Regions from separate parts of the Zea mays genome. Here region 2 is linked to region 1. The links are chromatin contacts, called in public Hi-C maps. All regions are on one chromosome and are shown on one strand. Each heading gives the region's core, a stretch centred on a gene start, on an enhancer-like site or on the middle of the called end of the contact. The rest is flanking DNA. Distances are from core to core; before and after follow the strand shown. Region 1 has its middle 61 kb from the start of LOC103653188. Region 2 holds the start of LOC109946017 (60S ribosomal protein L32-1).

Region 1 (6,560 bases), core at 4,007-6,506:
GAACTTCTCCGCCTTTTATTTCGGCGGTATAAGTTTTGCATCCCCTTAGAAACGACTTTTGAACTTATTCATCTTCTATTTCGGCGGTATTTGGCTCTGCATTACCTTTGGAACGACTTTTGAACAGAAAACTTACACTGCGCTCCCTTAGGAACGACTTTTTGTAGCTTCGTCAATTTTCGCTCTGCATTACCTTAGGAACGACTTTTGAGCTTAAAAACTTGCGCTGCGCTCCCTTAGGAACGACTTTTGTACCTTCGTTTATTGCATTCCCTTAGGAACAACTTTTGAACTTCGTGAATCTGCGAAGAAGATATATTTCATTCTGGTGCAGGCAAAATCATTACAAGAAATTAAAACTAAGTTTTTCATTACTTGTTCCTCATACAGAAAGCAAATTGGCGTAAAAAGTATTTCAGAAGTAGGATATTGCTCAGTATATGTGCTTTGATTCTGATATAGTGATGTTGACTGTACGAGCTTCGGACTCCTCCCTGAAGTCACATTGCTGTTGGGGGTGTTGGCGCCCTTCTGGCTGCTGGCTTCGGGTATAAGTAGGTTGTAATGGTGGTGGCGGTGCGAGCTGAGGCCAGGAAGCTTGTGAATGGCTTGCCGAAGCAACAGAAGCTGCAGGTTGATTGCCCACATATTCTGATATGTAGGGAGAGAGACACGAAGCAGTATGTAAGACCTGCTTCGGCTGATTCTGACGGGCTTCTGCTTCGGCGATCTCTTTTTGCTTTTGAATGGTAATTTGACATGTTCTTGTCGTATGGCCCTTGTCTTCACCACAGAATAAGCAATATATTTTTCTGGGTTGATCCCCATATCTACCTCCGAAGCCCCTGCTGCTTCTGCCCCTTGGGGCTGGTGGCCTGAAGGAGCTTTGATGATGTCCTGAAGACTGTGAGCTATGCTGTGGCCTCTGAAACTGGCTTCCTTTGTCATCGTTCTAACTGGAGCTGTGGATTGACCTGACATGCCTAGGGTGGATTCTTCCTCTGAAGCCCCTAGTCATCTCAGAAAATCTATAAGCTTCCTCCCTTCTTTGGCGGAAGTCAATGTCAGCCCGGATGTACCCATCCATTTTCTGAAGCAGCTTCTCTAGAGTCTGGGGGGGTTTCCTGGCGAAGTATTGAGCCGTAGGCCCTGGCCGAAGACCTTTGATCATGGCCACAATGACGATTTCATTGGGCACCGTGGGCGCTTGTGCTCTCAGACGCAAGAACCTTCGGACATATGCCTGAAGGTACTCCTCATGGTCTTGTGTGCACTGGAACAAGGCCTGAGCAGTGACTGGCTTCATCTGAAACCCTTGAAAACTAGTGACCAGCATGTCCTTAAGCTTCTGCCATGACGTGATTGTCCGTGGCCGGAGAGAAGAGTACCATGTCTGGGCCACACTTTGGACTGCCATGACAAAGGACTTCGCCATGACTGCGGTGTTGCCCCCGTACGAAGATATAGTTGCTTCGTAGCTCATCAGAAACTGCTTCGGATCTAAGTGCCCATCATACATGGGGAGCTGCGGTGGCTTGTATGATGGGGGCCATGAGATAGCCTGCAGTTCTGCTGATAGAGGAGAAGCATCATCAAAAGCAAAATTTCCATGATGGAAAAATCATCATACCAATCATCATCATTGTAGGAATTGTCATGACGAAGCTCTCTTTGTGGAGGTCTTCGGTCCTGGTCATCTTGAGTAAGATGACGTATTTCTTCAGCAGCTTCATCGATCTTTTTCTGTAGATCTGAAAGACGAAGCATTTTCTCTCTCTTCCTTTTGACATGTTTATGGATAGCTTCGAGATCCCTTATCTCCTGGTCCAGCTCCTCCTCCTGGGGTGTTGGACTTGTAGCCTTCCTCTTTTGAGTTCGAGCTTCGCACAGTGTGTCCTGGTTGACGTCCAGTGGCTGCAGTGCAGCCCCTAGCCCTGAATAAGTTTTCTTCGGCGGCATGACGAAGGTCATGGTTTGCCGAAGGTGGTCGATTGAGTTCACCGGAGGTGGGCGCCAATGCTGGTCACTTGTTCTCAAATGCTATGAGTTAAGAACAAGGCAACACAAAACATTAGTGGTTAATGTCCTTCATCCTTCGAAACATTATTTCCCTTAGCATATAATGATCTTCAAACGATGGTTATGAAGGACGTACCTTCATAATCACAGTGTATATTAATGTAAGTAGAAACATATGAAACATGAGAAATAACATAAATAATCATATGACATCATTTATATATCTTTATTATATCATCATGAATAAACATGAACAATGTCGAATTACATTTGTACCTTTGGTTTAACAGAAGGCCAAAGTTCAAGTGTGACGCACGAATGAATACAAGTCAGCGTGAATAGTACGGTATCACTGTTCATCTATTTATAGGCACATGACGCGGCCTGTGTGGAATTACATTCATGCCCTTGACATTTACTATTGACTTAGGGATAATCTATCGAGGACTAGACAGCCTTTTTCCCTTTAAGTCGGTTTCATTTTCCACTGTTGAGCCGAAGCTTTTCCACGAGTAGCTTCGGCATTGGTTCATCCTTCTCCTGAACTGCGCTCTTCATATCATGTACAACCTTATCCCGTGTCCGAAGATTCCTGTACACATATTATACTTGGGAAACATGTTAGTCGTGTTTTTGAGGACCTTCGGAAGACGAAGGCCCCCAACAGGTGCGAGTTGGGCACTTAAACTGGAATAATTCGGGTGGTTCTATCACAGAAGACCTAGTGGGAGAAACTTTAATCTTAACCCCAACAGTGGAAATTTTGATCTTGCAGCGTTTGGCCAAAAGTCAAAATATGAAACTTATAAAGTTTTCCATAACAAACAACTCTCATATGTGGAGAATCCCAAGTTTAACAACAAAACGTAGAGAAAAGCACACAATTTAGTCTGGACCTAAGTTTTTGAATCCTTAAATTATTACTAACTACCTATATTTAGGCCTTAATAATTTTCAATCCATGGACAGTTGTAGGAGGGTCACTATGAAAAAGCTGTGGGGCTACGCTTGGTGCACAAGTTTGATTAAATTGTTCAACCCTAAAGCTGTGTGGAATTGGTAGAAAAATTGGTTCAAGGGTACTATGCCTTACTCTGGAATTCTGGACTTAGTTTATTTTCAAAGCCTGAAGTTATGTGTTTTTAGCAACTTTGGGAGCTCCTTTGTGTCTGATTTATGAAGTATTAAGCCATACTCCTTGTAATAAAGTTGTAGAGTAGCTATTAGGGTACAAGTTTGTTTAAGGGATATGGTCTTGGTACTACATGAAAAGGTGGAGTAAATGGTGTTAGAAGGAAGGCTGGCAGACTTTGGAAATTTTCAGATAGGGAATAGTGGCCAGTGCTGAATTTCAGTGATTGGCATGACTTTGGAGCTGTGTGGTGCCTGTTCTCGATGGTTTTGGACTGTGATCTTTATAACAAAGTTGAAGATCATATGTAAATGAACCAATCTCCTTAAGTGAGTTGGATGTGATCCCACAAAAAGGTGAAAAAACAACTACCTGAAAGTGCCCTGTCAGGCTATAAGTTTCGTGCTCAGTCTTAGATAACTGGGTATGGTTCCTGTGAATTTCAGCCAACTTTGGGGACCTATAGTTTGTGATTCTTGTATCCTTGACCCTGGAAAACTATTGTAAACTTATAGACCTATAGTTAAGGAACAAAATTGCTTCAGTAATATAGGTCTGTCATTGTTTGGAGAAGGGAGCAAAGGAGCGAATGAGGTTGGTACTGCTGTCGACTGAAGTAGTTCAGGGTTGTGAAATCTGAGAAACATATCCATCTCCACCAGTGCTCTGGAGGTTTCTAGTGATTGCACCGAAAGGAACTTGTAGCCTAGGGGGGATAACTTGTCCCAGCTTTACCACTTCATGGATCAGAGCAAGGAGGTAATAATCTTGGCCATAGTGACTCAGTTGCTTCACTATTTGTCTTGCTGTCCAACATTCAACAGAAGGAGAAGTAAAGTTTCCTATGTGCTTGGCTCTGCATGGGAAGCCTGCAGTTGATATAGAGGAACAATTTAACCCCAGTTAGCCACGGTGAAAGCCCCCAGTGTAACCCCAACCAGTGCAGCTCATGTGTTTGACCCTAGTTAAACAAAGAGGTGATAAGAGATGGAAACTGAATCTGTATATATATTTCAATTAAGCCCTTGGCCTGCTCACTACGCCCTGTTTGTTTCGACTTTTTGTAGCTTCTGGCCACAAAAAGCTGCTGCGGACTACCAAACACTCAGCTTTTCAGCCAGCTTCTATAAAATTTGTTTTGGTAAAAACCATTCAAAATCAACATAAACATATAATCGGTTGAGTCGTCGCAATAGTAGTAATCCGTCACTTTATAGATCCTGAGCCTCATGAACAATTTTATCTTCCTTCGCACGTAATCCTAACGATACTCAGATTCTCTACACTGCTAGATTCTTCCCACAGCTAGATTCTCGGGAAAGCTGGTCAGAAAAAAAAACTGAACCAAATAGGCCCTATGCCATGCCATCCCTCAGCATCTAAGACAAACCGTCAAGCTCTCTCTACCTCTCTGTTTCGTTGAGGAGGCCAGAACGTCGTGCAGACACTAACAGTGGTGACCATCACCACCGAATCTCCCATCTCCCCGTGGACAACCTTTTCGGGAAGGTAACACGTTCGATGTGCTCACATTTCAGGACATAGGGGTCATAGTGTTGCTCACAAAATCTTCCTTTTGAACTCTACCGTAGTAGTTTCACCGGAACACCATCAAGCAATCCGGTGAACGCCGTCGAGGAGACCTTCCATGTCGACCGATTGAATCTGATCCTCCCTAACCCAACCAATGTGAGCATCGTATGCTTGACAGATTGCTAAAACTTTCCATAGCCAAGGGTTGAACGCTACTGCGTTAAAAACTCCGGTCTATCTCATCGGAGCTCAGGTCTCCGCCGTCACTGTGGTCTGGGCGGTTTAGGTCATTTGAATCCGATTCACTCAAGAGATATGTTGGGCTGAGCTCGGATAACACATAGTTGTGTTGACCCTTGCCGGAGCCGGCCACCGTTGGCTAGTTGCGAGCGCGCAAGCATGTGTTCGACTTAGGGCCGCTGGAGCCACGGTCGTGGACCGGAGTTTGTGAATAAACGAAAAGGAAAGGACCTCGGTGCACATGTTAGTGAAACAACAGAATAGGGCACGAGACTCTTGTTCGGTTAATTGATTTAGTGGGGGTCTGAATGAAAAACTGCGGAACGGCAGGCACGTGCCTCGTGCGAGGGCGCCATATCTGGCTGTGCTGGGCCTTCTCGGACCGGTTTCGGCCCAGTACTATTGGTAGTTTCCTTTTTATTTTTGGTAGCAGGTTACAGAATTCATCATAAATTGTAGAAAACTGCAAAAATTACCAAACCAATTTTGTAGAATCCAAGAAATTATGTAGTTCTATTAAAATTTATTCTTAGGATTTTTTCAGCAACTAGTAAATTCTTAATCATTTTAAAGTACCCTTAAGAAGCCTAAAAGAATTTTAGAAATAAAAACATAGATTCAAAAATCATAAAAATTTGTGGAAAAATTAGTTTTCCTTAGAGTAGCTTCTGGTAAAAATCTAAGCCTGTTTGGAGTCGATTTGCTTAGAGAACCATAAACTATCTAAAAATGGGTAATTAGAACTCTAAACCTTGAATTACTATAAGGTTAAATAAAACTTAAATCATACAAAATATTAAACAGCAAGGTTGACAAGCTTTAAAATATGTATTCTCTGATTTTCTGAGGAAAATTTAGTTTGATCGCGTTAAGCCAACATTAGGTAACCTAGAACTATAAGTATAATCACTAAATGTTTAATTACGAGCATTTAAGCTTTCCACCTCTCCCTGAGTAAGAGTTTGCATAGCATATCATTACATGAGCATTCATATACTTGATATTGACTTGTAGAGCACCGAGAAGAAGAATTTGAAGTGGAAGTGGAAGAGGAGCCTGTTCCTACATCTGAAACTTCTCCAACTGAGGTTGTTCCTGAAGGTACTCTCGAGGGTGCTCCAGTAGGGTTTGCTGCCAACTGCAATATCCTAGTAGAAGAGCCTGACTCATCTCCTCATCAAGGCAAGCTCCAGTGCATTTACCACCTCCTTGTTGTTATAAAACTTTTATCACTTATATGCTGCATTAGGTGGTAAGAGTTGAATGATTAAACTTTGTTGCATACTTCCTTGAACTATGGATTATCATTCGTGATACCTGATTTGAAAAGCTAGATGTGCTTATTATGCTTATAGACTAGGAACAAAATGTTTTGAGATATGAATCATGTTTTTACAAAGAAAAAGGGACTAGAGTGATGAAGGTATCAAAGGCCTTGATGACTTCATCATTTCAGCAGGGTATCTCTGACAGGTACCAAGTTTTCAGAAATAGTTTTATTTGAGACCAGACGTTGAGCTGGAAAGGTCGCCCGTCTGTGTCACTTAAGGACCGCAACGATTGTTGGCCTGCTGATCTAGGACCCTTTAACTAGCCACATGCCTCATCATGGGAAATCTTAGCCTCGGTCGGACCA
Region 2 (6,644 bases), core at 1,245-3,744, 380 kb before region 1:
CAAAACACCAACTTCTCGCTGCTCCCCCCTAAAACCAGTCAGAAATCAGTTCACGAACTATTTACCATACTTCTCGCTGCTCCCCCCTAAAACCAGTTAGAAATCACTTCACGAACTATTTACCAAACAGTTTTAGTAAGATAGATTCATTTCTCCTAATCTTTTAGAATTACTCTATTGGATAAACTCTCGGGAACTCTGGGGAACGGCAGAGCTTGGCCTAATGAGCGCTATGTATTATCAACGAATGTCAAGATGGCAGGTGAAACCATGTAACGCATATAATTTAGATAGATGCAAGGAAATAGTGGAATCTGCCACATTTTAGTAGCTACTGATTGCAAAAAGGTAGGAGTGACTCTGGTTTTCAGTACTAACAAGACACAAGCAAAGTAGTTTCCTACAGAAAGGAATGGCAACATCCAGTTCGTCGTTAAGACAAGAAACCAGACTACTCGTCCTCCTGGCTGCGGAGCCTAGCAAGCTTGTTCGTGACCACAATGTCGAGCTGCGCAGCACGCTCCACGATCTCCTTGCGCTTCTTAGTGGACACGTTGTGAGCAATTTCAGCGCAGTAGGTCCTGCATGTGCAAGGGAAGGAAGTTTAAGTCAGTAAAACGAACTGTCCTGATTACAAACACACAAACAGATCACAACCAGCAGACATTGTTAATGACAAAAGACAGAATTGCAATGAGAATCAATACCTGTTGTGCATCATGAGCAACTCCAGCTCAGAAACGTTGTGGACCACAAACTTCTTGAACTTGTTGGGGAGGTAGTGCCTGGTCGACTTGTCAGAACCATAACCAATGTTGGGCATCAAGGTGCATCCCTTGAACTTCCTCCTGACACGGGAGTCAATACCCTTTGGCCTGCGCCAGCTTGGCTGTACAAAGAATCAACAAGTCAGAACTTAGAATTACTCTATGGAGGGAAATAAATACAAAGAAATGGTATAAGAAAAACAAGCTCAATAGATGTCTGCAAGTAATTGGCATACATAGAAATAAACAAATTGAAAAATGAGGGAATTCTAGATACCACAACTAATCCAATCCACAATGTTCTACCAAAATCTATCAGTGTTTCCTCTATTTGGCTAACCATGCATAAGAAGCAATATGCAAAGGGTTCTATCAACAAGAACCTCGTGTTAGTATAAGAGTATGATAATATGCAAACCCAACTTCAAAATTGAGCCCAGCCATGGAAACAATCGAACTTATGATCAAAGGAAGTATTCAAAGTTCCATGTCATACAGCTACATAACTAGAAGCTAAGCAGACAGAACAAAATGCTATCCAAGATAACAGTTTATAAAAATATTAAAGCTGTGATCTGATACAAGATAAGAGTACTAATAATGTATTAAGCAAAAAAAGATCGTTTTTGTATAAATGGACTGCTCTGAAAACAATAAACTATAGGAACCAGCATTAACTGTCTGGTGCAATCAAAAACTTCAAATGATATCTCTTCCATAAATGTGCTGTCGCAAAATTTCAATTTATGCAACCATGGTTAACTGTACAGTATATGAGCCAGAATAACCAGAAGGAACCAAAATTATGTCAAAAGGGGGGCATTTCATCATGTACACCAGAAAAACCCTATGATTGTTATGTTTCTCTACATAAAAATAGAAACATGCGAAAAATTCCATGACATCAAGCGAGAAAATTCCATTGGGCAAGGGATAAGCAATGTAATTATCTATGCTGCTATATATATGTCCGTGGGAGTTCAAATACACTTATTCAACCCAAACAGAGGCAGTTCAATACTTCAGTTTGAAGCACTTGCAGTCTAGGTAACGCAAATCTGCTGTCACCAAGCATCGGCATGCCATTCAAGAAAACTATATATGGGCTAGTTACAAAATAAGCCGGTTGGATCTAACCATCTAGGTACGATTAAACCAGCGCTCGTAGCTAATTACAGTTACAAACATTAACGATGCGGATCTAGGCAAGATTAAACCAGGCACGTAATCATACTGTATCAATACATCATGTGTTAAGCCAGTGCCAAGGCAACATAAGAATATCGCTGCTCTACAAACCATCGACTTCTATCAAGTACACAGATCCACCTCCGAAGAACAGTCCATTCCAGAGATGACAAGAGGGTGGAGATTCAAACCTTAAGGCACTTGTAGCGGTCGAGGTGGGGCCTCTTGAACTGCTTGACCCGCTTCTTCACGATCTTCTTCGTCAGCAGCGGCACCGCCATCTCTGCTCCGTCACCCACCGACCACCGACAAACAACAGCAAACACGCAAACATGAGGCGATGAGCAAACATCGAGCAAAGGAACAAGGAAACCAGCGGGATACTTTCGCCGACGAGGAGGAGGCAGGCACCTTCTGATCGGTGCGCACCTAGAGAAGTGAAGCGAGCGGGGGCGCGAGGCGGCGGGGAATGGGGTTCCGGAGTGAGGAAGGGGCTCTTATACGGGCTAAAAACCCTAGCGAAGACAGACTGGTCGAATGGGCGGCTGGGATGTGTTCATATGTGTTGTGCAGCCGGACGGTTGGATCGGGGTGGATGGGCTCGTATGCTATTGGGCCTCGCTTCGCTGAAAATGTCAGCTATTCGGAGAATAACACGGCAAGTTGAGTCCCTGTGCTGGGTCAGATTTAAGTGGGCCTTTTCATGTAATTAAGCCAGTTCCCACTGTCGATTACTTAGGAAAGGAGTATCCATAGTAAGGCATGCAATCTCTCTCTGACCCATTTGCCGAGCAAGTCTCCAAGTCAGGCTGAATGATCAAGTCCCCGCCGAGTAAGTCTGTGAGGCGGGGCGAACGACTAAGTCCCCGTCGAGTAAGCCTACAAGTTGACATGTTCAAACGTCAGGTCGGGTCGGGTCGTGGGCCATTTATCACGGCCCGTACCGCGACCCGTGCCTAGTGTCGGGTCGTGTTAGCCCGTGCCTCCATGTTTGACGTGTCGGGTCGGGTTTTTTCGGGTTGGGACGGTTTTTGGGTCCCCGTACCCGGCCCGTGAATTATAACGGGTAAAAAATTATGGCTTGTACCCGCCCATTGCATTGGTCGGGTCGGATCAGGCCGGGTTTTTTGGGGCGGGATCGGGTCGGGTTGGTCGGGTCCGGTGGCCCATGATCAGGTCTACCTACGAGCCAGGGCAAGCAAACCGAGCAAGTGTGCGAGGCGGGGCGAACGGCCAAGTCCCCGTCGAGCAAGCCCGTGAGGCGGGACGAACGACCAAGTCCTCACTGAGCAAACCTACGAGACGGGATGAACGACCAAACCCCCGCCGAACAAGTCTGTGAGCCGGGGCGAATGACCAAGTCCCTGCCAAGCGGACCCGCAAGGAAGGAACCCGGGACGACGCTTTTGGCCCATGATGGCCGAGACAAGATGCAATATCATCAAACAACGTCTAGATCGTACATACAGTACCAAACGGTCTCTGACAGACATGATGGAACACCCCCGCGTGCGCCCACGATATACCCTCACTAACTTGCGGGGTCAGTCAACTCTAGTCATGGAAACATCACCATTGAAGTCTCTACAATACGGAAAAGAACGAGACAATACCACATATCGGGTGTATACCTACGCGTGCTGGATAGTGACGCAAGGGGTATGACAGAAGATTAAGTTGTACTGGACACAACCCTAAACCTTGTCGTAAGCCCACTTTGCAGGACCCGTCGGGTACCGCAACGTTGATACCGAGCAAGCTACAGTGACCCGTATGGAGGGAGGACAGGACATAACGCACACCCACACAGGCGATGCCGGGAGGGCTAGAGCAGCCTAGGGGCAACAAGCCGAAGACCCCCGAGTAGAATACAAGTCCCAACTATGAAGTCCACCCTTGAGCTATAAAAGGGCGGGACAATCTTCCTTCTAGACACAAACACACTTGTTGTAACACACTTATGAGCAATACAACAATCAGCACTACACTGGACTAGGGCCTCGGCCTAAACCAGTATAACCCCTGTGTCCCAGCTTGGATCCTCGTGATCCACCATTTAAAGTGAGTCCGCGCTTGCATCCCCCACCGAACACAAATCTATTGTCCTCCTAATTTCCGAAACCACGACGATTAGCGCACCAGGTAGGAGATCGCAAGCGTGCTAAAGTGACTTTTTCACTTTGATGGCCAGCTATTCGACATTCGCCAAGGGCGAGGATTTCGCTCTCGGGAGTCGGATCACCTTCGTCTCCCTCGACTTCCTCGGCGAGGAGACCGGCAAACTTCGCCTCGTTAGCCATAGGCCCGGGCCAGGCATTCCACCAGGACCAAGGCAGAGAAACAACGCCTTAGCTCAAACGGTGCCTCAACAAATCTGTCGTTGTCGTTAAGCAATGGGCGGAAGTAATCCCACCATTAGCCATGGTGGTCGTCCTCGGTCGCCAACCTACATCCATCCTCGACCTCCTCGAGGACGACTCAAGCAGTGCCTCGACGGAGCCTAGCTTGGACTCCGATGAGGCGTAAGAAAGGGCCTATTTCGTGGCCACGCACCATGAGCCGACAATGGAGGGGGAGACTTGAAAGCTCACAACCAAGAAGAAGAATACCAGCACCAGCGTCAAGCACGCATACTCACCCACGAGGCTGCCCTCCAACAGTAGGAGGAGGAGCTCGACTCACTCGTCAAGAGGCTCGATCGGGTTTATGACAACATTGAGAAAATACACCTCAGAGCCGAAAGGACGGGGCGAGGAAGATTTGCGATCAGGTCACTGAAAGTAGCGATGGTGCGCAGTACTTCCTCAACCCCGGTCAAAACATGGTTGCAGTGGCCATGATTCTCCGATTGATCCCCAAACTGGATGAGCCCGAGGCGAAGGCGATGTACTAGAACCTATGCAACTTGTTGTAGAGGGTTGTGGTATAACAAGTTGAGGTTGATCGGTGGCAACACACCGGCATGGAGAGCCGTGACACACACACGGCCTCGTCCTGAAGCAAGGGGGCACAGACCTCCCAATCTACTCCGACGTGCGTCCATATAAAGCACCGCATTGGTGGCATTCACGACGCCCGACACATCCTCGACAACAGGCGTCGGGAACAAGAAGAAGACGAGCTACTGTGAGAAAAGAAGGCACACGCATAGCCCCATCCCACCTAGGCCGGGATCGCGTGCCTTTGGGCACGAGATCAGAAAGGCGTAGTTCCCCACAAAGGTACGTGTGCCAGCCAACATTTTCAAATACGATGGTTCCATGAACCCTGACATGTGGCTAGAGGACTACCGCCTCACGTGTCGCATGGTGGGGATCAAGGATGACCACCTGGTCATCTAGTTCCTCCATGTCCACCTTGCGGAAGGAGCGAGGGCCTGGCTTGAGCATCTACCGGCCAGCACCATACATGACTGGGCCAACCTCCAAAGGGCCTTCGACGGAAACTTTCAAGGCACCTACAAGTGCCCTAGAAGCTCCTGGGCCCTCAAGAGGTGTACCCAAAAGAGCGGTGAGAGCCTCTAGGACTATATCCGGAGGTTCTCACAGAAAAGGAACGAACTCCCAGACGCCACCGACGCTGATGTGGTGAGTGCCTTCACCTATAGCACCACCAACGAGGCCCTAGTCCATGAGCTCGAACGAGGGCGACTAAAGACGGACACCGACCTCCTCAACATAGCGACCAAGTTTCGCTGACAAGGAAGACACGGTAGAGGCAATTTTCCACAAGGAAAAAAACCCATGCGATGTTGGCGAGCCCAGCGGCGAGAGGAGGGATCGACGAGAGCACCTCGATAGGTGCTGGAGGAACCACCACCACACGCGCGCCAAAGAGGGAGAGGTCGTTACTGTGGCGATTGCCTAGGCCACCGACAAAGAACAGCAACGACCACTTCCAGAAGTTGATGGATTCACCGTGTTAGAATCATGACTTCCCTTTTTGCCACAAACTCTGGGAGTGCGAACTCCTAAAGTGCTTCATCTCCAAGCCGCCGGCCAAAAAGGCAAAGCAGGAAGAGTCGACAAAGCCGGTGGAGCAGGAGACCCCCACTAAGGACTTCCCCAAAACCAACAAAGTCGGCGGAGCCGACAAAAATGCCTCGTAATCTTTAGCGGGGGAGAAGCGTACGGGGACAGGCGCCGCTACAAGGCGGCTCGATGAGAAGTGTTAGCAGTGGAGCCCACTGTCCTACGATACCTACAATGGTCGGAGTTCTTGATCATCTTCGGCCGCCGCGACCACCTAGATAGGATCTCGCATCCCGGAACCAACCCCCTCATCATTGAATTGATCGTAAGCTCAAAGCGCCTCACCAAGGTACTGATGGACGGGGAAGCGGTCTTAACATCATGTACATTGAGACCTTCGACGGTTTGGGTACCACACGCTTAGTGCTGCACCCTTGCTCAGCACCATTCCATGGTGTCATCCTAGGCCATCAGGCCTACCCCCTTGGGTAGATCGCTTTGCCCATCATATTCGGGGACCTCGCCAACTTCCGCACCGAGCAACTGCAATTTGAGATGGTGGACTGTCACACTCGGTTTTAGAAGGCAACCCGAATGCGAACCATGTACGTGCCAGGATCAAAAACTCACGTACACAGCGATTACATACCTGGACATCATCACACATGCTCAAATAATAACGTAAAGAGGTATTAATTTGGTTACATCATGATGTCCG

Evidence for each region. A called contact is a pair of places that touch in the nucleus more often than the background predicts.
Region 2: a Hi-C map of leaf shows a contact between it and region 1, with 7 times the contacts expected there. The contact joins the promoter of LOC109946017 here to the enhancer-like site in region 1. A contact is called at or near these places in 5 of 25 Hi-C or Micro-C datasets (ear, endosperm, leaf and 1 more).

Annotation. Positions count from the first base shown.
Region 1 is chr4:44,786,032-44,792,591 of Zm-B73-REFERENCE-NAM-5.0, reverse strand. No RefSeq gene overlaps it. Among protein-coding and RNA genes, the nearest start is that of LOC103653188, 61 kb to the right of the region's middle. Within about 2 kb of position 5,256, at least 16 of the 20 cell types and tissues checked have an H3K27ac peak or open chromatin away from gene starts, as enhancers often do. A contact at or near this core is called in ear, leaf and tassel, where this site is marked.
Region 2 is chr4:45,161,163-45,167,806 of Zm-B73-REFERENCE-NAM-5.0, reverse strand. LOC109946017 (60S ribosomal protein L32-1) reads right to left here and starts at 2,494. Exons shown (of 4, transcript NM_001364995.1): 1 at 2,367-2,494; 2 at 2,147-2,238; 3 at 708-889; 4 at 306-581. The coding sequence starts at 2,236. The coding sequence ends at 452.